3 separate regions of the Mus musculus genome follow, and all the other regions are linked to region 1. Evidence: chromatin contacts called from public targeted proximity ligation data. All regions are on one chromosome and are shown on one strand. The core of a region is the stretch at or near the end of the contact, and the rest is flanking DNA. Distances in the headings are between cores, read along the strand shown.

Region 1 (2,976 bases), core at 217-2,716:
GACATGTGCACAAACACACACACACAGAGTTGGCCAAATCCAGGACCAGACACGGGGTATGTCTGGTAGCAACTGACGGGTGCCTCTGGAATGTGAGAGCTCCTCTCTGTAAATGCTGAGTAAATGGAATTTTGGCTTCTGACTGCCAGCGGATTGTCACCATCGATGTAAGAGACAGTTGCTGGATACATCGGGGTGCAGCTGAGAATTTCAAACGCCCCCCCCCCCCCACCCACAGTAAAGAAAGTTGACCAGGAGCATTTCAGCTGATGAGGCACGGGTTTCCCTTGATGGGCCAATGCTTTTAAATAGAATATTTGGAAGTGTCCAAAAACTGAAGGTCCTCAAAGATGGCAGCTGGGTTTCTTTATAGTTACAGCCTCTGTTAACACTATTAAAGAGTGTGTGGACGAGCCCTGGGAAAACTAGTGCAGGAAAGAGAGTGGGAAAGATGAAGGAAAGTCCCTAATTCCTGGGAACCAAGATATAATCCCAGAGAAGAAGGGATGCACCTGATCTGGGTTTCTTGTCACTAGAACAAAACACTGTGATCAAACACAACTCAGGGAAGAAAGCGTTGAATTGGCTCACACTTCCAGGACACAGTCAGTCACTGAGGGATGGATGTCAAGGCAGGAGTGTTCCAGACTGACTTATTCTCTGGCTCCAGCTTAACCTGTTTCCTTATACAACCCCAAATCAACTGCCTAGGTATGGGACTGTTCATGGTAGCCCTATATCAGTTAGCAGTCCAGATGGCACTTATCAGACATGTCCACAAACCTGCCTGATAAAGACAATTACTCAACTCAACTGTCCCTACACCCCAGGTGACCATAGACAATGTCATGTTAACATGCTAACTAGGATACCAACTACGCAGGCACGCCCCTCCTTGGCAAAAGAGACATTCCACGCAACCTCTTGGTTGCCTTGGTGTCAAAAGACCCCAAAGTTTTCCCCTTTCCATGTTCTCTGTCTTTGTTATTTGTTTCTTCCTGTGCATTTTGTAAATGCCCAATAAAAGCCAGACACTCGACTGCATGGACTGCATGTCAGGGGTCAGAGATGAAACAGACAGGACAGCCTGACTGTCCTGGACTTCATACGAACAGCTTCTGAGCAAGGTGCAAGAACGAGGTTGTGTCAGATCCTGCCAAGAGGGTGATGCCTGAAGTAAAAGATCCAGGATGAGAAGGGGTTGGGATAGGGACTGCTTAGTAGCCTGTGGCTGATGAAGGAAGCAGAATGGGAGCAGTGGGTCAAAGCCAACCTAGAGAAACTGCTGGAGAAGACACCTGGAACGGAATGGCCAGTGGATGAAGCTGGGGATGCAGGCCAGCAGGAGGGCCATCAGCTCCCATGGGCCCTGAAAGCCACAACGGGCAGTCATCAGATGCATCAGGAGCCTCCCTCCATGAGCAGAAGGAAGCCATTCCTTCAAGAAGGCAGAAGAAGCAATGCATACTGAAAAAGTCCACCAGAGGGCTCTGTAGGGAGAGTCCCACCCTCTCCTCTCTCCTCCCACAGCTGACACTTCTCCTGTTGGAACATAGAAGCATTGTTTCCCTCTGAACAAAAGCGTCTTTAGCAAACAACCACTGTACTTTAATGAAAGGAAAAGAACCAATAGCCACCAGTACAATAGAGGAGCCCAGATGAAAGACGAAGCTGCCATCCTGATGGTTTAGCAGAGAGTGTATCACCCCTAAGCTCCCCAGATCCCCCATCTGCAAAGCCTATGCTCAGCCCAACTGACATGGTCACCCTCCTTTCCAAGGAGGCAATCTGAGGTAGTTGCCCAGACTACAGGCCAAATGCCAGCTCTTCAAGGGGGCACACTAGCCCAGAAAGCAATGGCTTTAGGTGATTAAAAAAACAAACAAACAAAAACCTTATAGGATGCTGTGGTGTGAACGTAGGAGTGGGAGAGTGGGAGGTGAAGTGAAAGAGCAACAGGGTTTTCTATTTTTGGCCAAGACTGTCTTGTAGGAATTACACTTATTATATTTAAGCATCATTAAATAGAGACAAGAATCGTTCCTGCCTAGCACACCCTAGAAATGTGTGATCACAAAGGAGGAGATTGGCTGAGGTCAGAAGGAAAGGGTTGGAGAACTACTCAGTGTATCAGCTACGTTTTCGAGAGACCTACAGAGCCTGCGAGGACACTCCCAGGAATGAGAGGCAGGAAGGGTTATCCTCTATCTTCAAAGTATTTGAAGCTCTCGTTGGCCTGGGATGCTCTAGCCTGCTAGAGTTCTTTTCCATCTGCTGGAATTAGCCGGTTCTCCTAGGTACTCAAATCATAAACAGAGATTACGAACTAAAAGGGGAACTTGGTGAACTCCAGCCCAAGTGTCATCAACATCCTATGTCCTCCACCTGCTGCTTCCTCCCAGCCACGGAGCCTGACACCTGCCCAGCCCTCAGCAAATGCTTATATGAAGTTTGACAAGGAAACAGGAAGCGCAGCACAGGAAGCCATGGAGCTCAGAGAACAGTGTGTGCAGGGAGAGAGCCAGAGGGAAAGGCAGTGAATGAGAGCTCTCTGAGCTGCATCTGCGCACACAGACACCCCCCCTCCCCCACCCCCATACACTCAACCGCCATTAAGGACACTCTGTTAAACGGATTGGTTCTTTCCTCTCGAATGAGGTAGGAGTCAGAATCTTAGTCCCTTTTGCCTCAAATCCCTCCCCTTTTCCTAGATGGTGCCTGCAACCTCTGAGGACCTCAAATTACAAATTTCAAAACACAGGTTCCAAAGTTCCAAGCACACCTGTTCACAGGAAGCCAGCGATGGGTGGAGCCTTGGCAGGTTCTAACACCTGAGCTTGAGGAGGTCTCTGTCTGTGGAAAGGTTAGGAAGAACCCTTGACTCTGAGAGCAACTGGGCAAAAGCTTGAGTGGACCCTGTCCTGTGAGGCAGAAGGATGCACTTCGGGAGACTGTGTTCTGGCTCACCTTTGTATC
Region 2 (2,976 bases), core at 327-2,826, 210 kb before region 1:
ATGGCTCTTTGGAGGACATTTAAGATCCAATCTATTACATGTTCCAAGCATGTCACATATTCACGTTATCATCTGTTGGATTGAATCTCTGAAATTAGACATTTCATTTGATACTTTAAAAAAGCCATTTGATCATTTTAATGAAGTAGATTGAGAACTTTATAATTTTAATAATTTTTAAATAAAATCTATAGCTTTGTTTAAGGTTACTCATAAGCTAGTTCTGAAAGCAATTTAAATCTATCACCCCTGAAAGACACTGGCTAGCTCACATCACAGCTGTAAATATGTAGCTTTCTAGCATAAGTGCTTTAAACTATAAATGTTAATTTTATTTATCATACTACATGTTTACTACATGTTTATCTCCATAATAAAATCACATTCTCTTCATTATCTTATCACGTGTATTGTGGCTTTTCTTCTTCACTTGTGCTTTATGATTTCTACATTTATAATAATGTGTTACAGTTATGGTCTTAAAACTCTGAAGTCAGAATGACATTGGTCAAAGAGATTGCAACTTTTAGCATCAGCGTCTTCATTGAGGCAAAACAATAGGAAAACTTACCCCATAGAGTTATGAAAAATGAACACTGAGAAATCCATGAAACACGCAGTGCAGACACTGCACAAAGCAACTTCTCCATCATCACTGACCATGGTGGTAAGGACAGGAAGAGGTGCCACAGAGGGCTATAGAGCTGTAGCCACTGCCAGTGCTTCTTCATTACCTCTCAGCAAACCCCTCTTCCTTTCATTTATTTAATTCTCTTCTCTTTTGAGAATTTCTCTCTTCTCGTTTCATATATATAAGTAGTTCCAAACTGGGATGTTTCAGAACTGATTTGGTGTCAGGGGCTTTGACACTTAACCAGGGCCTATGTACTGACTTGTTTTGTGTGTCAACTTGACACAAGCTGGAGTTATCACAGAGAAAGGAGCCTTCCTTAAGGAAATGCCTCCATGAGATCCAGCTCTAAGGTATTTTCTCAATTAGTGATCAAGGGTGGGAGAGGGTCCACTGTGGATCGTGCCATCCCTGGAATGGCAGTCTTGGGTTCTATAAGAAAGCAAGCTAAGAAATCCAGGGGAAGCAAGCCAGTAAGTAACATCCCTCCATGGCCTCTGCATCAGTTCCTGCTTCCTGACCTGCTTGAGTTCCAGTCCTGACTTCCTTTGGTGATGAACAGCAGTATGGAAGTGTAAGCTGAATAAACCCTTTCCTCTCCAACTTGCTTCTTGGTCATGATGTTTGTATAGGAATAGAAACCCTGACTAAGACACCTACAAGGAACTGTTGAACAGCATCAGAATAGGACATGTGACAGCAGTAGACCTCTGTCTTAGTCACCTTGTCACTTTTTAAGCTTGAAACTTCCCCTGATTTTTGCTACTCTCCGAAACTAGCCTGTACACTTTTTGGTGTTTGATTATTTAACATGTCTGTGCCCTGAACCAACATTGCCTGGCATAAAATTATGGGTACAAACCACTCTTGCTTATACATCATCTGTTCATAGAATTTTTTGCATACTAGACGATATCAACTAGGGCATGAGTCAATCTAGCAACAACAGGAAGGCTGGCAAGTGTCATTTTCAAACATTCCACTGAGTCATCTTCCATGTAGCTGGCCACTCACTTCAGTTCCTTTGATGAAGCATGTTAAAATATCATTCTGAGAAATCTCATCCTTAATTTAGGAATGTACAGTCACAGTTTAATTTAACTTTATACAGTTAAATATCTCCTCTTTTCACAAAATTCCATAATATATGAACTATTAAATGTTTGAACACATGTACATTTAATGAAGTCATTTTTTTCTCCAACACTGCTGGGACTCACCCTGCCCTTAGCCATTATCACACTTACTCAAAATTACTAAATTACTTTAAATGGTAATACTTCATAGGAAATGTTTAAATGTCTAATGAGAACAAAAGTCATATATTACATGTATGCATATTAATCTGAACCCAGAATTAATACTGGATGGTAGGTGCTGTTACATGGGTATGGACACACTAGAAGTAGGTCCTATTCCAGCAATATTTCTTGAAAATGATGTCTATGTGATCTATTTAGACTAAATATCAGTGTTATGCTATACAACTAACAAGTTCAGTTAATAACATCTAATTATACTACATTGAAAATTGGTAATATAAATCCATGTTTTCATTCAACATCTGTTGAGGTCTAACTGTGTGTTAGTCACTGTAATGGATTCTGAGGCACTGTCATCCTTCAGCAAGTTTCCATATAGTCAATCAGAAAGAATAACCACTCTGCATAGAGTCACATTGAAGTACAGTATGACACAAAAGATATGCAAAGTGCTATTTGAAAATACAGAGACAACTTGCAGAAGAAACCATAAGAAACAGCTTCTTAAAACAGAATTTTAGCGGAATATTGCAAGATGTTGAACTTAGACAGGAAAAGGCCATGAGAGTAGCAGTGTTCCAACAACTGCACAAACTTTTCCAGAGTTAAGCGTGCACTTGAGGAACAGTCAGTAATTCTGTTTCACAGAAAAGTAGGATGTTGCTAGAGTATGGGACAAGATCACAGGAACTATTCTGTCCCTGTCCCTGGAGAGGGCTACTGCTATGCCCTCTGACCTACTGCCACAGTCAGAAGACTACAACAGAGGCTCCATTTCAGTTCTCCAGTTCCTTACTCCACCCTTCCCTTGCTGTCATCTGTGGCTGGACTTCTTTGTATCATGATAGTCTAATGCTTATTCTCTCTCTTTTCTTCCTCCCTCCTCCCTCCCTGCTTCCACCCTCCATTTCTTTTCCCCTCCCTTCCCCATTTTTAGTCCCTTACTTGGTGTAAGTCACAGAGATCTATTTATAACTGACCCCCTCCTTTCTGGCTCTAAGAGACCTTAGATTCTCATCCATTGCAAAGGTGAGTTAAGGATTGCAAAACTCCAGGACAATTATGGTTCTAGGAAGCAAACTT
Region 3 (2,976 bases), core at 186-2,685, 170 kb after region 1:
AGTCAGCTGGGATTAGAGTTGGACACCATCTCAAAACAGCAATCACAGTAACAATGCTATGGACTTGGTAGGATTCTCTAGAATTCTCTTTTGTAATGAACAAATTATTCAGGAAAAAACACTTAGCTGCAGAGAGCTCACAAAGCTCCATTTTAAAACACGGTCATCACAATGGCAGAAGGAGTGCTCAGAGATGAAATCAGAACAGCACAAAGTGGTGTATAAGAAGGAACACAAAAACAGTATCAACTAAAGGTTGGAGTGGAGCAACAGAACAAAAAGAAACTAGAATTCCATACGCTTGACTGGTGTATAATGCTGGAAACAGGAAAAAGGCAGGGAGCCCTAAACCTTTCACTTCTCTATTCTCTGTCCAAAAGAAAAATGCCGAGTCAGTAGTAGGAGATATATTAACAATTCCTCATAAGTTAAATCTTTTCTACTTGATAATTTAAGCAAAGCTGCTTCTTGATTATTTAAGAGCTAGCAATAGAAAATATAGTAATTATATACAACAATAAAGCAGAGTTAGCAATCAGTTATTCTGAGCAAAATATAACCCATCAATTTCTTTAGTCAACATTTATCTGAATCTAAGGGCACAGAAGGGATTTATAAAGGCTATATTATAAAGGCATAAAGAAAGGACTTATAAAGCATTATAAAGCTGTGTCTACAAAAGGAATCAAAGCAGTTTAAACAATTTAAAAGAAAACTCAGTTGAAAAGAAAGTCAACACAAAGTAAACACCACGTATGCACACAATGCCCCACAGAAGTTAACTGTCCGAAGCTTTGGAAGCTAGAAAGTCCAAGAACACCCAAACAAACAAACAAAGACCACGGCTTCTTATATGTAAACACAGCTACAAATTTCTGAAAGGGGGATGAAGTATAAAAATTTCATAAGGAAATTGTGCCACCCTTATGTCAACCAGTTAGCAAACACTGAGATCAGAGGCAGGTATTTCTTTTCTCTTTCCCTTGTTGTGAGACACTCACTCCTACAGAGTGGGCAGCAAGGTACAAGAGAACAGTAGATTCTTCAAAGATCTCACTGGAAGACCTGGGAATTCACAGACAGCAACCAGGATGTAGGACCATGCATTGGTGTCTAAGCAGACTGTAGCCCCTACACCACGTTTCCTAAACTTCTGCTTTCCACAATGGGAACTTCCTCCAGAGCATTATTCCTTTCTGGTAAAGACATTTTATGTCATTTGCAACTAAAAACTCATAATTCTTTCAAGAGTCTTTCCTACCGTGTGTTTACCTTAGGCTTAGGGAAATCCTATCTGTGTGCCCCTTAACAGTTGAACATTCTGATTTCTTAGCTAGCATGTGAGCAACAGCAAGTCTAACAGAAGAAAGCAGCCCTTTAATGGGTACAGTACATCATTCCATCATTTGAAGGGGTGGGGGGATAACTGTCTCAAAGAGAACTGATTACTTAGGGACACATTCCGCACTTCCCCCACTGTTCTCTCAGTCTGACACATAGAAAGACAAGTGAGGAAAGACAAGTGAAACAGCACATTCCAAAGAGAAATGGGCAAACTTGCCTACAGAGATGTATTTAGATAGTAGAGGCTAAAATATTAGACAGCAGTGAGAGGCAATGCTCCCTAACCCTGCACGACCTAAGACACCTCCTAGAACTGCATCTTCCTTGAAGGAACTGACTGCACATCGCCCTCACCACTCTCACCCTCCTATCCCTGTTGAGCCTCCTTTCCAACTGTGGTGTGTCTGTGTGTCTGTCTCACATCGCCCTCACCACTCTCACCCTCCTATCCCTGTTGAGCCTCCTTTCCAACTGTGGTGTGTCTGTGTGTCTGTCTCACATCGCCTCACCACTCTCACCCTCCTATCCCTGTTGAGCCTCCTTTCCAACTGTGCTGTGTCTGTGTGTCTGTCTCACTGAGATAAACTGAGGCTGATGTATGAGCATGAAAGATTTCTTAGGAAATAAATCTAGATAAGCCACAATAGTGAATTTTAAATTTATTTTATATAAACATGTATTTCAAATGCTAGAAAGTATTACCAAAAATCCACAACAAAACAACAAAAACAAATCTTAAAAAACCCCACAAAACAGAAACAAAGAAACCAAAGTAGTTCAAGAGGACAGAGAAGCAGCCCCAGAAGCCAGCCCTGACCACCGACTGCACTTGCGGAACCTTTCCCAGGGAATCTAGGCAAACGCTGACACTTTCAGTGAGTCAGCTCTGACAGAAAATGAAGGTTAACTTAAACAATTTTAGGTGTGTGTGTGTGTGTGTGTGTGTGTGTGTGTGTCATGGGAACAACAGGTATTTCTCTATGACTTTGCAACTAGTCTGTTTTTGAGAACGGTTCCCTCACTGAACACGGAGCTAGTTATTTTGGCTAAGCTAACTGGCCAGCAAGCCCCCAGGATAGTCTTCTCTGCCTGCTTCCTGTCACAGAGGTCGCAGAAACATGCTGAGCAAGCTGGCTTTTGTATGAGTTCTAAGAATGGGAACTCAGTGAGACTAGGCCGGGGCCTAGCAAACACAGAAGTGGATGCTCACAGTCAGCTACTGGATGGAGCACAGGGCCCCCAATGGAGGAGCCAGAGAAAGTATCCAAGGAGCTAAAGGGATCTGCAACCCTGTAGGTGCAACATTATGAACTAACCAGTACCCTGGAGCTCTTGACTCTAGCTGCATATGTATCAAAAGATGGCCTAGTCAGCCATCACTGGAAAGAGAGGCCCATTGGACACGCAAACTTTATATGCCCCAGTACAGGGGAACGCCAGGGCCAAAAAAATGGGAATGGGTGGGTAGGGAAGTGGTGGTGGGGGGAGGGTATGGGGGATTTTTGAGATAGCATTCTAAATGTAATTGAGGAAAATACGTAATAATAAAAAATATTAAAAGAAAAGAAAAGAAAAGAAAAGAAAAGAAAAGAAAAGAAAAGAAGAGAAAAGAAAAGAAAGCATGCTGAGCAA

The links.
Region 2: a targeted proximity ligation map of CD8 T cells shows a contact between it and region 1, with 12 read pairs. A contact is called at or near these places in 1 of 484 Hi-C or Micro-C datasets (nephron progenitors) and 3 of 130 datasets of targeted methods (CD8 T cells, large pre-B cells and microglia).
Region 3: a targeted proximity ligation map of microglia shows a contact between it and region 1, with 7 times the contacts expected there. A contact is called at or near these places in 1 of 484 Hi-C or Micro-C datasets (B cells) and 6 of 130 datasets of targeted methods (the 230-238 cell line, bone marrow-derived macrophages, embryonic stem cells and 1 more).

The regions. Positions count from the first base shown.
Region 1 is chr19:32,952,946-32,955,921 of GRCm38.p6, reverse strand. No RefSeq gene overlaps it. Among named protein-coding and RNA genes, the nearest start is that of Gm36914, 5.7 kb to the left of the region's middle.
Region 2 is chr19:33,158,706-33,161,681 of GRCm38.p6, reverse strand. It overlaps the pseudogene Rnls. Among named protein-coding and RNA genes, the nearest start is that of Mir3970, 3.1 kb to the right of the region's middle.
Region 3 is chr19:32,787,085-32,790,060 of GRCm38.p6, reverse strand. The region is part of intron 2 of Pten (phosphatase and tensin homolog); the gene reads right to left. Among named protein-coding and RNA genes, the nearest start is that of Pten, 31 kb to the right of the region's middle.